Linked DNA regions of Mus musculus: region 1 is linked to region 2. Evidence: chromatin contacts called from public promoter capture Hi-C data. All regions are on one chromosome and are shown on one strand. Each heading gives the region's core, a stretch centred on a gene start, on an enhancer-like site or on the middle of the called end of the contact. The rest is flanking DNA. Distances are from core to core; before and after follow the strand shown.

Region 1 (6,419 bases), core at 2,095-4,594, 710 kb before region 2:
AAAGCTAGAGTAAGACTATAAAAAGCATTCCAGGCAAGGGCCATATCCGGCTCATTGAAGAGGCCAGTGAACACCCTCCGAGAGGTGAACATAAGTATGCTCACAACACCTACTCTTTTTGCCAGAAGTTTAACCACTAGAATTTGAGTCTGAAACTAGAATAGAAACTGAAAACATTATCTCAACAATGGGGCTAAGGAAGTCATATAATAGTCACTGACATAGTTGGGGGTAATTTTAAAATGCATGGGGAAAATGCACTGGGGAACCAAGACATAAGACAGAATATTAAACAATACATTTTATGGTCTGGCATGTGGCTCAGAGTGCCTGCCTTAAATTCATTAAGTCCTAGATTCATGAATCCTAGCATTCAGCCTTATAAACTCCTAGTCATACTTCTGAAAAGTTATCTGGCTATTTTAATCATTCTGTTAGGTTTCTCGGTTAGTTTTCTTAGACAGGGCCTCATGTAGCTCAGACTGGCCTTGAACTCAGTATGTATCTGAAGTTTGTTTTGAACTGATCCTCCCGCCTCTACCTCTCAAATGCTGAATTTATAGGTATATAAAACCATATCCAGCTCAACTACATACATTTTTTTGTTGTTGTTGTTATTCTGTTTTTCAATACAGGGTTTTTCAGTAGCCCTGCCTGTCCTGGAATTTACTCTGTAGACCAGGCTGGCCTCAAACATAGAGATCTGCCTGCCTCTAGGGATGAACTTATTACTGTTGTTTTGTTAAATAGGCATGTTGTCAAACTACCTTGTAAATATTTAGGTTATATCCATAGACTACATATGAATATATATGGAAATATATGATATAATATAAATACAATCTATGATACAACATGTAAGTATGTTATATTAACACACACACAAATATATATACATGGTTATATGTTATATTCATGAATATAAGGTTAAATCCATGCCACTCTCCTTTTTGGACAGAGAGACCTCTTTCTTCAGGGGCAGTAGTTAATGCAACAGCATAACTGTTCAAAGCATGGAGAATAAGTGAGTGAGTATTGAGACATCAATCTTAAATGGAATGGTGTTTCAACCTTCCACCCCTCTCCCACACTCCCGAAGGTTCATGGGTAGAGGGTACAGAAAGAATGTAAACACAGAGGGTGGGAAGGAGTGTTGTCAAATTTTGTCTTCTGCAAATGGTATTCATGAATTCACTCAAGATATGGTTACCTGAACAAGACCTACCTGAGCAAGCCAATACAAATAGTCACCATGTGAGAAGGCAGCACTAACTAACCGGACTCAGAGAGGTACATGAAGTTAGGACGGGAACATATTGGGGTGTGCCCAGGGCAAGTATATGTGTGGGGGGAGCAAGGAGTTGTGGGTAGGTATATGTGTGTATATGAAACTGTCAGAGAATAATGAAAGATTTAAGAGTGAAAAGGTTAAATGATAGCTCAGAAAAATACAAGAAAGAAAAAGGGGGGGGGGGCTGATATAGTTGAGTGTCAGCATTATTTCCCCAGAGGCTGCTTTATGAGTGACTATAGTATTAACAATATTAGTATTTTCCAGGAATGGTCGTTCATGCCTGCAAGTCTAACACTTGGGAAGTGACGACTGAAGGATCAGGAGGGAGTTCAACGCTGCCTTCAGCTACATATTGAGTTGGAGACCAGCATACCTCAACTCCTACATGCAAAATCGTATGTTGATGTACCTTGGGTACTCCGTGGCTTAATCAAACAAGAACAAAACAATAAAGTGTATGTAAGAAATGTCAACTTTGAGAAATTTAAAGTATGTCACAAAGAAGAAATGATAAGATTAAAGCAAACAAAACAAAACAAAATAAAGAAAATAACTTTAAAAGCTATGCTAAGCAGTGAGTTTCCCATTATGAACAACCTATAAATTGTCAAAATCTGACATCTATGAGCTTTTGGTGTGTTTTTATTTTTGCAGTTATGTATATATTTGAAATAGCATGTGATATAGGCCAGGCAAATCTGGAACTCAGTCGATAGCTGAAAATGACCTTGAGTTCTGACCCACCTATTTTCATCAGCCCAAAGAAGGGATTGAGGGTGAAGGCATTCTAGAACACAAGTCCAACATACCATATCCTAAGTCACCACATCTATAGGGTCGTGCATGCATTTAAATGCTGGGAGAAACTTTAAGCCTGCTCTTTCTCCCTGAAAGTTGGCACAGTTATCCCTGATTTCAGGAACTTGACACAGTTCCTTCAAGCTTGTAGGATTCCTAAGAGTGGCATGAGACTAGAATCCCAGTTTTTATCGCCTGTTAGAGAACTGTTGTCACTCAGACCATCCAGCTCAGGAAGGAACCATGGTGAGAGGCAGCGAGGCAAGAAGACAGTTCAGGTTCGTTAGCCCAAGAAGGTGGGAAGTACAAGGTCTCTCTAAAGTGTCTTGCTGCTCTCTCAAGCCAACTTTCTTCAGTCTGAGCTTGGCTTCCTTTCTTGCTCTCCTCATTTGACATGGCATCATGGCCCACCCACTTTAGTGTCAGCCTTTTGGAGGCTTGTTGCAAACTGGGTAACCCACAGTCCCACTCTGGAACTCAGACGTCAAGGACGTATCTATAATCTCAACCCCAGCTTGACACTCGCTTCCTTCATTTCCATCAAGAGCCTCATCCCTCAGACGTCCGCCTCCCTTCTTCTGCTCACAGCCACTTAACTCCCTCCAATCCCCAAACGTGGTATTTGGCTCTGCAACCAACCCCCGCTCTTCCTGGGGGAAACCTGGCCCTGCACCGCCAGCCTGGCCCACACTACCCCCTTGTCCCTCGACCCGGCAGTGCCCCTCCCTCACTCCTCGATGTCACCCGCGTCCTTCTCAGCAAGGGCCGCCCCTCGGCCTCTTGCTGCACGCGCGGGAGCCCCCTTCCTCACCCGGCGATCACAGTCCCGATGAGGTACAGCAGCAACAGGCAGAAGGTGCTCAGGTTCTGCGGGGCCATGGCGTCCCCTGGTCCTACCCTCTCAGCCTCCGGTGCCGCTGCGTCGGCTGACCAGCCCTTCCGGCCCAGGGAGGCCGCCTCACGCCGGGGTCTCTCTCTTGCCCGGCCGCGGAGACAGGTAGCGCGCCCCTTCCTCAGCTGCCACCTTCCGGGAGCCCCAGAGCCGGCGAGCAGCCAGGCGTGGGCCAATCGCCGCCGGGGACATCACACGCGGCCGCCACTCCGCAGCCAATCAGCGCGGTACACTTCACCTCCGAGGCGGCGCGGGAAGCCAATCAGACAGCAGAACAGCCGTCGTGTCCGCCGGCCAATGGGAAGAGAAAACGTCAGAGGTTCGCGCCGCCCGGAAGCGGCTGAGAACCGGAGAGAGTTAGGAGCCGAGAAAGAGCGCGCTGCTGTAGGAAACCCGAATGTCCACCAATCGCGAGGCTCCTTCCCGATTCCGACCAATTGCTTGAGAGAGGTCTTACTACCAGTCTGGAAGCTACGCCATGTGCACACGTGACTTGCGAGCGCTCACCGAAGTGCAACCCCAGGAGGTGTCAAAGTACGTGGGGCGTCTTGCCTGGGGATAGGCTCTCCCAGTACTAACTTATTACAGTCTCGCTACCGTGGAAAAGAGGGACCTGGTACCTTGTAGAGACGCCGCCATAGAGACCGACTTAAGTTAAGATTCGGCTTCCAGCACTCCGTAGCGGTGAGGCAGCCCCATCTCCACCCCACTTTCGAACCTGTTTTCTACAGAACTAAGGCAAAGCGTTCTCTGGCAGTGTTGGGAATTAATTAAACTTTTTTTTTTCCTGCAAGTTTCCTAGCAGAATTGCACACAGCAAGCATGCAATCAATAAAAGGCACTAGAGCTTGTTCATCGGTTGCTCTTTTCTCCAGTTTTGTTTACCTCAGACAACTAGTTGTTTAGGACAGCTTCTCAGCTTAGCTTCCTGCATAACCTATTCAGATTTTTATCAGTGAACCGTAATGTGTGCTTGTCCACTATAGCTCCACCTCTGAGTCATAATTATCTCCTGCTTGCAAAGGTCTCATAACCGATCTCCCTGCCTCCAAACTTCATATCTTGATACACTATTTTAAAGTTCCTCTGCTCTCCACCCTATGATTGTGTGCACTCGGGAGCGCACTAGGGAACCTGGAGATCACAGATTAGACTAGGCTGGTGGACCCAGGAGCTCGAGAACCGTCTCTGTCTCTTGAGTGCTGGGAATCCAGGACGTTGTTGTTGCAGTTGCTACAATGGGCGGAATTCAAGACCCCCTGTTTGTATGGCAAGTAAGTGGCAAGCTTTATGGACTGAACTATCCCCAGCGCACTCCCGCTTTTTAAAAACTATGTCAAATCATCCTCTCCTGCTTAAAACCTTTAGTGGCTTTTCATTGCACTCAAAGTAAAAGGCCAAGTCTATGGTAACTTACAAAGCTGTCTAATTTAATGATATATATCCTCACCTATTAAATATCGTAGCATGTTCCAGAATAATCAACTCCCTTCCTTTTAAAAATGTTTCATTGTGTATAGTCATTGTATATGGTACTTTCTTGTATAGTCAAACTGTATAATGTATATATTTTTACCTTTTTCTCTCTGTGCTGTTATTCCTTTTGTTTCTCTAGGTGATTTGGCATTGCCATATACACATATGTGATTTTAAGTACCTATATAAAATCTAGGAGCCACACATTGAGATAAAACATGTATTTGTTTCTCTGAGACAAGATAGTCATCTAGACAAGATAGTTATCTCCAGTTATATCCATTTTCCTGTATACAACAAAATTGCATTCCTAAATTTTTGCTTGTGAGCCTAACCTTTAATGGTTAAGCCATCTTTTGTATCCTATAGCTGCATTTTCTATGGTTTGGAAGAAAACATTGTACATAAGCCACATTTTCTTTATTCTCTTGTTGAACTCCTAAGTCCATCCTGTAAGTTAGCTATTGTGAATAGTGCTGGAACAAACATTGATGTTTTGCCAAAACCTCAATGAGAAAGAAAAAGGTTTATTTTGATGTTCATGGGTGCTGTGATGGTTTGTATAGCCTTGGACCAGGGAGTGGCACCATCTGAAGGTGTGGCCTTGTTGGAATAGGTGTGACTTGGTTGGAATGGGTGTGTCATTGTGGGTGTGGGTATAAGATCCTCACTCTAGTTGCCTGGAAGTCAGTCTTCCACTAGCAGCCTTTGGATGAAGACGTAGAACTCTCAGCTCTGCCTGCACCATGCCTGCCTGGATACTGCCATGCTCCCACCTTGATGATAATGGACTGAACCTCTGAACCTGTAAGCCAGCCCCAATTAAATGTTGTTTTTATAAGACTTGCCTTGGTCATGGTGTCTGTTCACAGCAGTAAAACCCTGACTAAGACAGGTGCTTTGCCTACATGTAACCTAGTGAGTGCATGCCTTTTTGCTCAAAAAGGCCAGAAGAGGATGGAGAATCCCTTGGAATTGAAGTTGATGAGTTAGTGTGTGTTCTATAGTTCCTCTCGAGGAGGTTTCTAGTTTTAGTCTATTGATGACAGATTACATAATGAGATTATTTCATTTTTCCTGTGTTTGTTAAGGCTTGCTTTGTGTGTTGTTATGTGCTGCATCTTACATGTTCTATGAGATATTGAGAAGACTGGGGGTGTTTGTAGATGGTCTGGTAGGTCTATGTGATGTAGGATGCTGTTGAATTCTGCTGTTTATTTGTTGTCAGGATAGCCTGTGTACTGACAAGAGTGGGGTCTTTAACTCTTCCATTATTGTGCTAGAGCTAATCTGTGTCCACATCTATTCTCTGTCTTTCTTTTATAGAATATTTACTTTTTAAAAGTTTATTTTTATTTTATGTGCATTGGTATTTTGCCTGCATATATGTCTGTGAGGGAGTCAGACCCCCTGAAACAGGAGCTACAGGCAGTTGTGAGCTGCCACGTGGGTGCTGGGAATTAATTTGGGTCCTTTGTAAGAACAGCCAGTGCTCTTAACTTCTGAGCCATCTTCTCAATCAATCCTATCTGTCTCTATTTATAGTAGTATCTGTTTTATATAATTGGGTGGTCTGTGTTTTGGGAATATATGATTTGTAATAGTAACATCTTCTTGATTGATTATTGCTGACTAAAAGTGACCTTATCTTTTCTGAATAGATTTGGTTGAAATATAGTTTGTCAGATACTAAATTAGCAACACCCATCTGTTTTTTTTTTTTGAATACCTTTTTCCATTCTTTCTCCCCAAGGTGGTTAGTAGTATCTGTCGTTGATGGTGAGATGCATTTCTTGGAGGCAACAAAAAAGGTAGATCTTACCTACCTCTTTTTAATCCAGTCTGCTAGCCTGTGTCTTTTGATTGGGGGATCAAGATAATAGAAATTCAATTATCAATGAAAATAAGTATTACTCTCCATCATTTTGTTGATTTGTAGTGTGTCTTAGAGTTTTACTG
Region 2 (6,071 bases), core at 18-2,517:
CAGGACAGCCCTCTCACAGGCCCCGCCCTCTCACAGCCCCAACAGTGGAGGTGGTACTGTTTTTTTGTTTTTTGGGTTTTTGTTGTTGTTGTTGTTGTTTTTGGTTTTTCGAGACAGGGTTTCTCTGTATAGCCCTGGTTGTCCTGGAACTCACTTTGTAGACCAGGCTGGCCTCGAACTCGGAAATCCGCCTGCCTCTGCCTCCCGAGTGCTGGGATTAAAGGCGTGTGCCACCACGCCTGGTGGTGGTACATTTTTAACCGTAAGATAATATTATGAAATGTGTTAAATTGTAAAGGATAATTTCTTTCCTCAGTCAAGCTCCTGAAGGTAGCTTAAGGTATCAGAAGAGACTCTCTCTGTGTGTGTGTGTGTGTGTGTGTGTGTGTGTGTGTGTGTGTGTGTGTGTGTTTGTGTGTGTGTCTGTGTGTTTTCAAGGCAGGGTTTCTTAGTGCAGCCCTGGTTATCCTAGACTCAGTTCATAGATCAGGCTGGTCTAGAACTCAAGAAGCCTGCCTGGCATTAAAGGTGTGCATCACCACACCTGGCTTAGAGGATGCATTTTTAATACATATCTTCTTTTACCCTTTTCTTATTGAGAAAGCAAAAAAACGGAGTGGCCTTCCTGTGTGCAGGTAGCTTCCTATCAGCCACTATTGAATGAGATGCTGGCCGTGCTGCACTGCTGTGTGGGTCTTTGTCTCCCCTTGGAACCTTTTCCTTTAGCTCCTTGTCTCTGATGTTAACAACCCTACTTTGAAAAATGGATGTTTTTCTTCATATTGTATATGCTCAGAGTTCCGAAGTGCAGTTCTCTGTGTATTTCTTTGTCAGCTGTCGATGATGAAAGATTAACAGAGAAAGAGCGTTTAGTCCTCTCATCGATTAAGAAAGAAAGGAGGGAGGGAGGAGATGCCACAGAAGCAGCCCCTGGGTGGCTGAAGCCTGGGGTGCCGCTGAGTCCTCTGGGATTTCCAGAGCACAGCCAGGGCTGGGCAGCTCTGTAACCTTTCTTTCCTTGACGATGGAAACCTCCTGGTGTGACTGGTCTGCTCATGCATTTTGTTCTTTAAGCCCCTGCACTGACCGTGTCCTCTCCCCCTGCTTTCCCTTTGCAGTGGTGCTAAGGAAGCCGGCTCGCAGGCCTGGTGTGTATGCTAGCCTCAGTGCCCCCCCCCCCCCCCCCCCCCCCCCGCCAGCTAAGGTTTGGGGCAGCCCAGGAGGCACGTGTGTGCTTGCTCAGTGTGTTGGAATGCATGATCTCTGTGGCACACACTTCCCTGACCTGTGCAGCTGACACACCAGCTTCTATGGGTGTGGGGCCACGCACTGCAGAGTTTCTGTAAATGGTTGAAAGATTGGGGGAAAGAGTTTCTTCTCCCTGGTGAAGGTTTTTCCTCATTAAGTGCAGTTGTCTGCATTCTTTGCAAAAGGAAGACATCTCTCTCATTTCCTTCTTAATTATTGAAGGATAGAAAAGAATCTGGACCTAGAACTCATCTGACTTCTGCATCCAGCTAATGCCTTGAAGCCTGGACTCTGACGATGTGCTTGATGGGACACCTGAGAAGGAGGGAATCGAGTATCTTTAGAAGTACACACCCTATTCTCCCTTTTAGGGAATTAAAAAAAAAAAGGCTAATGGCTTAAGATTTTTACATTTTAGCTGCTTTTATTCTTAAAATTTTATACATTTTGTCTGTTCCTCATGAAATACCCAAGATGACAGAAATAGGACTGAGAGTTTGTAAAAGGGCATTTTGTTTTTGGTGTTAAAGAGGCCTGGGAACATCTGGTTGCATCTTAGACTTTTGACCTGGAAAAGTTAGTTCTTTTGTCCATTGATTTTCATATAAATGGTTTGACATGTTTTATTACTATTTCAGTAATGCTACCAAAATTGATTTGTAGCTTTAGTAGGGTTTTTGGTGGTGGTGTTTGTTGTTTGTTTTTATTTTTGTAGACAGGGTTTCTCTGTGTAGCCCTGAGTGTTCTGAACTCACTCTGTAGACCAGGCTGGCCTCGAACTCAGAGATCCGCCTGCCTCTGCCTCCCCAGTGCTGGGATTAAAGGCTGCTACTGCTGCAGGTGTGTGGGTTAGCTTACTTGTGATGATAAGGTCACAGTGTTATTTCTGCCTACCTGACAGATTTCAAGGCTAAGCTCTGAGTTTGACTTTCCATGGCAGTGGTTTGTAGCACTGCCCCACGCACAGAGCCTGTGACTGAGGATCGCTGAGTTTGTTTATGGGGCCAAGGAGTAGCTGTGTGTTCTGGACAACTCCATGCTTGCGGCTGTGCTCAGGGCTGCTGTAGACTCTGTAGTTGCCTCTCAAATTTGGTTTAGAAAGAGGTGTGGTATTAAGAAAAAAGCCTACCGGTGTGTGAGGTCTGGATGATCTTAAGCCAGGTTTTGATTGGTTTACAGAGCACCCAGCCCTTCTCCTGGTCCCCTGGGCACCTTCCCTCTTGTGTAGTGGCCCTCTGGCCTCTGTCACTTTCACTTTAGAAACTGCTTTGCCAGTTGCATGGCAGGCTTCCAAATCTATGGATTTTCCTGTAGTCGACAATAGTTTCCTTTAGGAACTTCTAGGCAAGCAGCCCTTTACAGATCCACTGGAGTCACCTATGTGTGGTGACATGGGACCCTTACCTAAAAGGGACAAGCTTTCACTTTAGGCTTTCATGCTCTCTTACCAGTTGAAGCTGCACAGGAGTAACATAATCTTGAAAACATTAAACGGGTTAGATTGACAGCCAGTCAGATGGGGTGGGAGTTGTCATACTCTTTCCATATCACATGGAGTTTATTCAGAAAAAGGGTATTACCCTTAAAAACGGCTAAAAATAATAAGGTAGCTGCTTAGCAAGTGGAAGGGGATTGTGGGGGTGTGTGGAGGACAGTTGGGTGAATGTAAACAAAGTCCATTACATCCACGTATGTAAGAACAGGAAAGCGTCCTAATGAAATCCATGTGTTATGTGTAACTAATATCTGTTAATAAAAGCATTCTCTTAAGAAAGGCCAGCAAGAAGGCTCAGCAGGCAAAAGCACGTGTCAATCAAGCCTGATAGTCTGAACTCAGCCTCGAGAATCAACTCCTGCACGCTGTCCTCCGGCCTCCTTGTGCCTGCTGTGGCACACCCGTGCTCAGACTCACACAAACACAAAGAATTAAATAAAAACAAGTTTAAAACCTAATTAAAGATTGCAAACAGAGTACAAAGGAAGTCATGGTTACATTTATCATGTAAATTTTATTTTATCCTTGGGGAGTCGAGTGCACCCCAGCATGTGGGTGAGACTGGAAGGGCTTCCTTCTGCCTTGTGGGTTGGAGTGTTAAACTCAGGCTACCAGGCGTGCACCTTCACTCCTGAGCCATGTTATTGGCCCATGATTATATTATTGATGACTAAAATGTTTTGAATAAACTATAAAGTAGCCTTTAAATCATAGTGGTGGCAAGATATCAGTGGTCATACCGTGTAAAATAATCCCCCCTTTCTTACACCGTTCTTTTTTCTAATCACTTATTTTATAGGTCCCAGTAATAACTAATTACCTGAGAGTAATTATAGGTCAAATACGAATTTTTGAAACATTTGTCGGTTCTCCTTATTTTTAACTCTTTGAGGATTTTGCACATACTCTTCCAAACTCCTCAGATCCACCTCCCTTTCTCCCTGTCCTCCTTTCAGTTTTTAAAAACGTACAGCTAAATAAAATCTTCAAACCCAGTTTGCACTCCCCCCCCCTTCATCAGCGTGAGACTCCTCCTCCAGCAGCCATTGGCTGGCAGCAGCTCCCTAGTGGGTGAGCTAGGTGGGATGGGAGCTTGCACCCCTCTCCTCCACTCCATGCTGGAATGTTCATTGGTTTGATCTTAGCAGGCAAGCTCAGCTGTGAGCTCATGATCTACCCTGTGCTACCCTGCTTATAAACCCTCTCTGAATCTTCTGGGGTATGTAAATTCTAGTTTCTCCTATTGGCTTTGTCTATTGGCAAAACCTGGAAGGAGAAAAAAAATAATTAAAACCACCAATTCTTTAGTTACTTTTACCTGAAGCTAGGGACTGTTAGGGAGCCTGCAGGGCTTAGGAACCCCATGGGTGATGCCCAGCATGGTGCTCTGCTTCTTCCTGCTGCCTCTTGCCTTCCAGGATCAGTGACCTCATACATATATACATCCACCTTTTGCAATAAGATGAGAGCTCACAGGTTCCATTCTCAGGTATCTCTAGACAACTGCAGCAGCAGCAGCAGCAGGTGGTGGCGGCAGGGGGGTTTCTAGACTGTGCAGAAGAGAGCTCCAGCCGCCTGTGGCCACTGGGAAGTGTAGGGCCAGTGTTTGCAAATACAATTTCCAAGAGAAAGATTAAACAGTTTTTAATGCAGAATCCTTATTTATAGTTATATTTTATATGTATTTTGCCTGTATATATGTATGTGTACCACGGGCATGCCTGATGCTCATGGAGGTTCAAATAGGGCATTGGATCCCCTGAAAGTTGGAGTTACAGTTGGTTGTGAGCCACTCTGTGGGTGCTGGGACCTGAACCTGCAATCCTCTGGCAGAGCAGCTGGTGCTCTTATCTGTTGAGCATCTCTTTAGCTTCTAAACCCCGAATCTTTAAATTTTGCTAACAGTTCAAAAAATGTTTGTAAACATTGAGGATCCAGAAAGACACAGGTAGAGGTTAAAGAAGACTCAGGGGTTAATAACATTTGCTACTCTCTACCATGTGAGTGTCTGTATCCATAAAGTGAATGCATACACAGGAGCTGAAGACACTGTGGAGAGAGAGAGTGTGTGTGAGTGTGTGTCTGTGTGTGTGACTGTGAGTGAGTGAGTGATGGAGTGTGTGAGTGTATGTGAGTATGCAAGCATGTGTGAGTGAGAGTAAGAGTGACTGTGTGTGTGTGTGAGTGAATACATGAGTGTGTGTGTCTCTGTGAGTGAGTGTGACTGACTGTGTATGTGTGAGTTATGTGTGTGAGTGGCTGTGTATGTCTGACTGTGAGAGTGAGTGAGTGAAGGAAGGGGTTCTGAGACAAGACAGTCTCTGTGTGGCCCCAGCTGTCCTGAAACTCACACAAAGGTCTGCCTGCCTCTGCTTCCCTGAGTGCTGGTGTGCAGCACCACACCCTACCCACTGCCCACTATCATTCTTCGTCCACGAGTGATAAATAAGAGGAAAATCCTTCTCTCAAAGGGCTGGATGTGTTGTGTCCTCCACATTCCTCTGTGTGTGCCTGTGGGGACCAGCGGTTGACATCGGCCGTTTCCTCAACCACTCCCCCTCCTGTCACTTTGTCTTGAGACAGAGTGTTTCATTAAACCTGAAGCCTGCCATACTGCCTGTCTGCTCACTGCCGGGCTTATTGAATACCTGTTTTGTGGAGCCATCTAAAATCTTTTTAAATATAGGAAGTATATATACTGACTATGTATATTGTCTTAAGTGCATGTATTACACAATGCAGGCTCATATGATAAAATATAGCCCTCTATTTCCACTTAATCGGCAAAATAATTTGATTCCACTTTCTGATCCAGACAAGGCAACCCTAGCAAGTGCTGTAATTCATGTGCTAGGGAAAGGTGAGTCTCTGTGTCTGGCAAGCACTTTACACTTTTGTTTTACATTTCTTTGTGAGTGTGTGTATGTGGGCATGCAGTAGAGGTCAGGGGACAGCCTTCAGGAGTGCTTTCTCTCCTCCTCCTACCTAGGTTCTGAGGATGGAACTCAGGACATTGGGCTGGCTGGCAAGCCTTTACAGTGTGCTTTGAATAAGGAATGCCCTCCACAGTCGGGCACATGGACACTTCCCCAGATGGTGGCATCCTCTGAAAAGGTGTAGGTGCTAGAGCCTTGCTTGCTTCAGGATAAAAAGCCTTTGCTACCTGGGGCTGATCTTTGAGATGAAAAAAGCTTGCAGACTTCTAGTTTGTGCTTGCTGACTTCTAGTTTGTGCTTGCTGACTTCTAGTTTGTGCTTGCTGACTTCTAGTTTGTGCTTGCTGACTTCTAGTTTGCTGCCTCTGCTTTGTGCTTGTGGCTGAGGGTGCG

Evidence for each region. Promoter capture Hi-C pulls out the DNA fragments that hold promoters and counts their contacts.
Region 1: a promoter capture Hi-C map of neural stem cells shows a contact between it and region 2. The contact joins the promoter of Tbccd1 here to the enhancer-like site in region 2. A contact is called at or near these places in 4 of 39 promoter capture datasets (the 3T3-L1 cell line, the SN4741 cell line, cranial neural crest and 1 more) and 1 of 9 other capture datasets (adipose tissue).

The regions. Positions count from the first base shown.
Region 1 is chr16:22,854,594-22,861,012 of GRCm38.p6, reverse strand. Tbccd1 (TBCC domain containing 1) reads left to right here and starts at 3,344. Exons shown (of 8, transcript NM_001081368.2): 1 at 3,344-3,668. Dnajb11 (DnaJ heat shock protein family (Hsp40) member B11) reads right to left here and starts at 3,168. Exons shown (of 10, transcript NM_001190804.1): 1 at 2,904-3,168. The coding sequence starts at 2,971.
Region 2 is chr16:22,147,052-22,153,122 of GRCm38.p6, reverse strand. The region is part of intron 2 of Igf2bp2 (insulin-like growth factor 2 mRNA binding protein 2); the gene reads left to right. Among named protein-coding and RNA genes, the nearest start is that of Igf2bp2, 13 kb to the left of the region's middle. Within about 2 kb of position 1,267, at least 57 of the 459 cell types and tissues checked have an H3K27ac peak or open chromatin away from gene starts, as enhancers often do.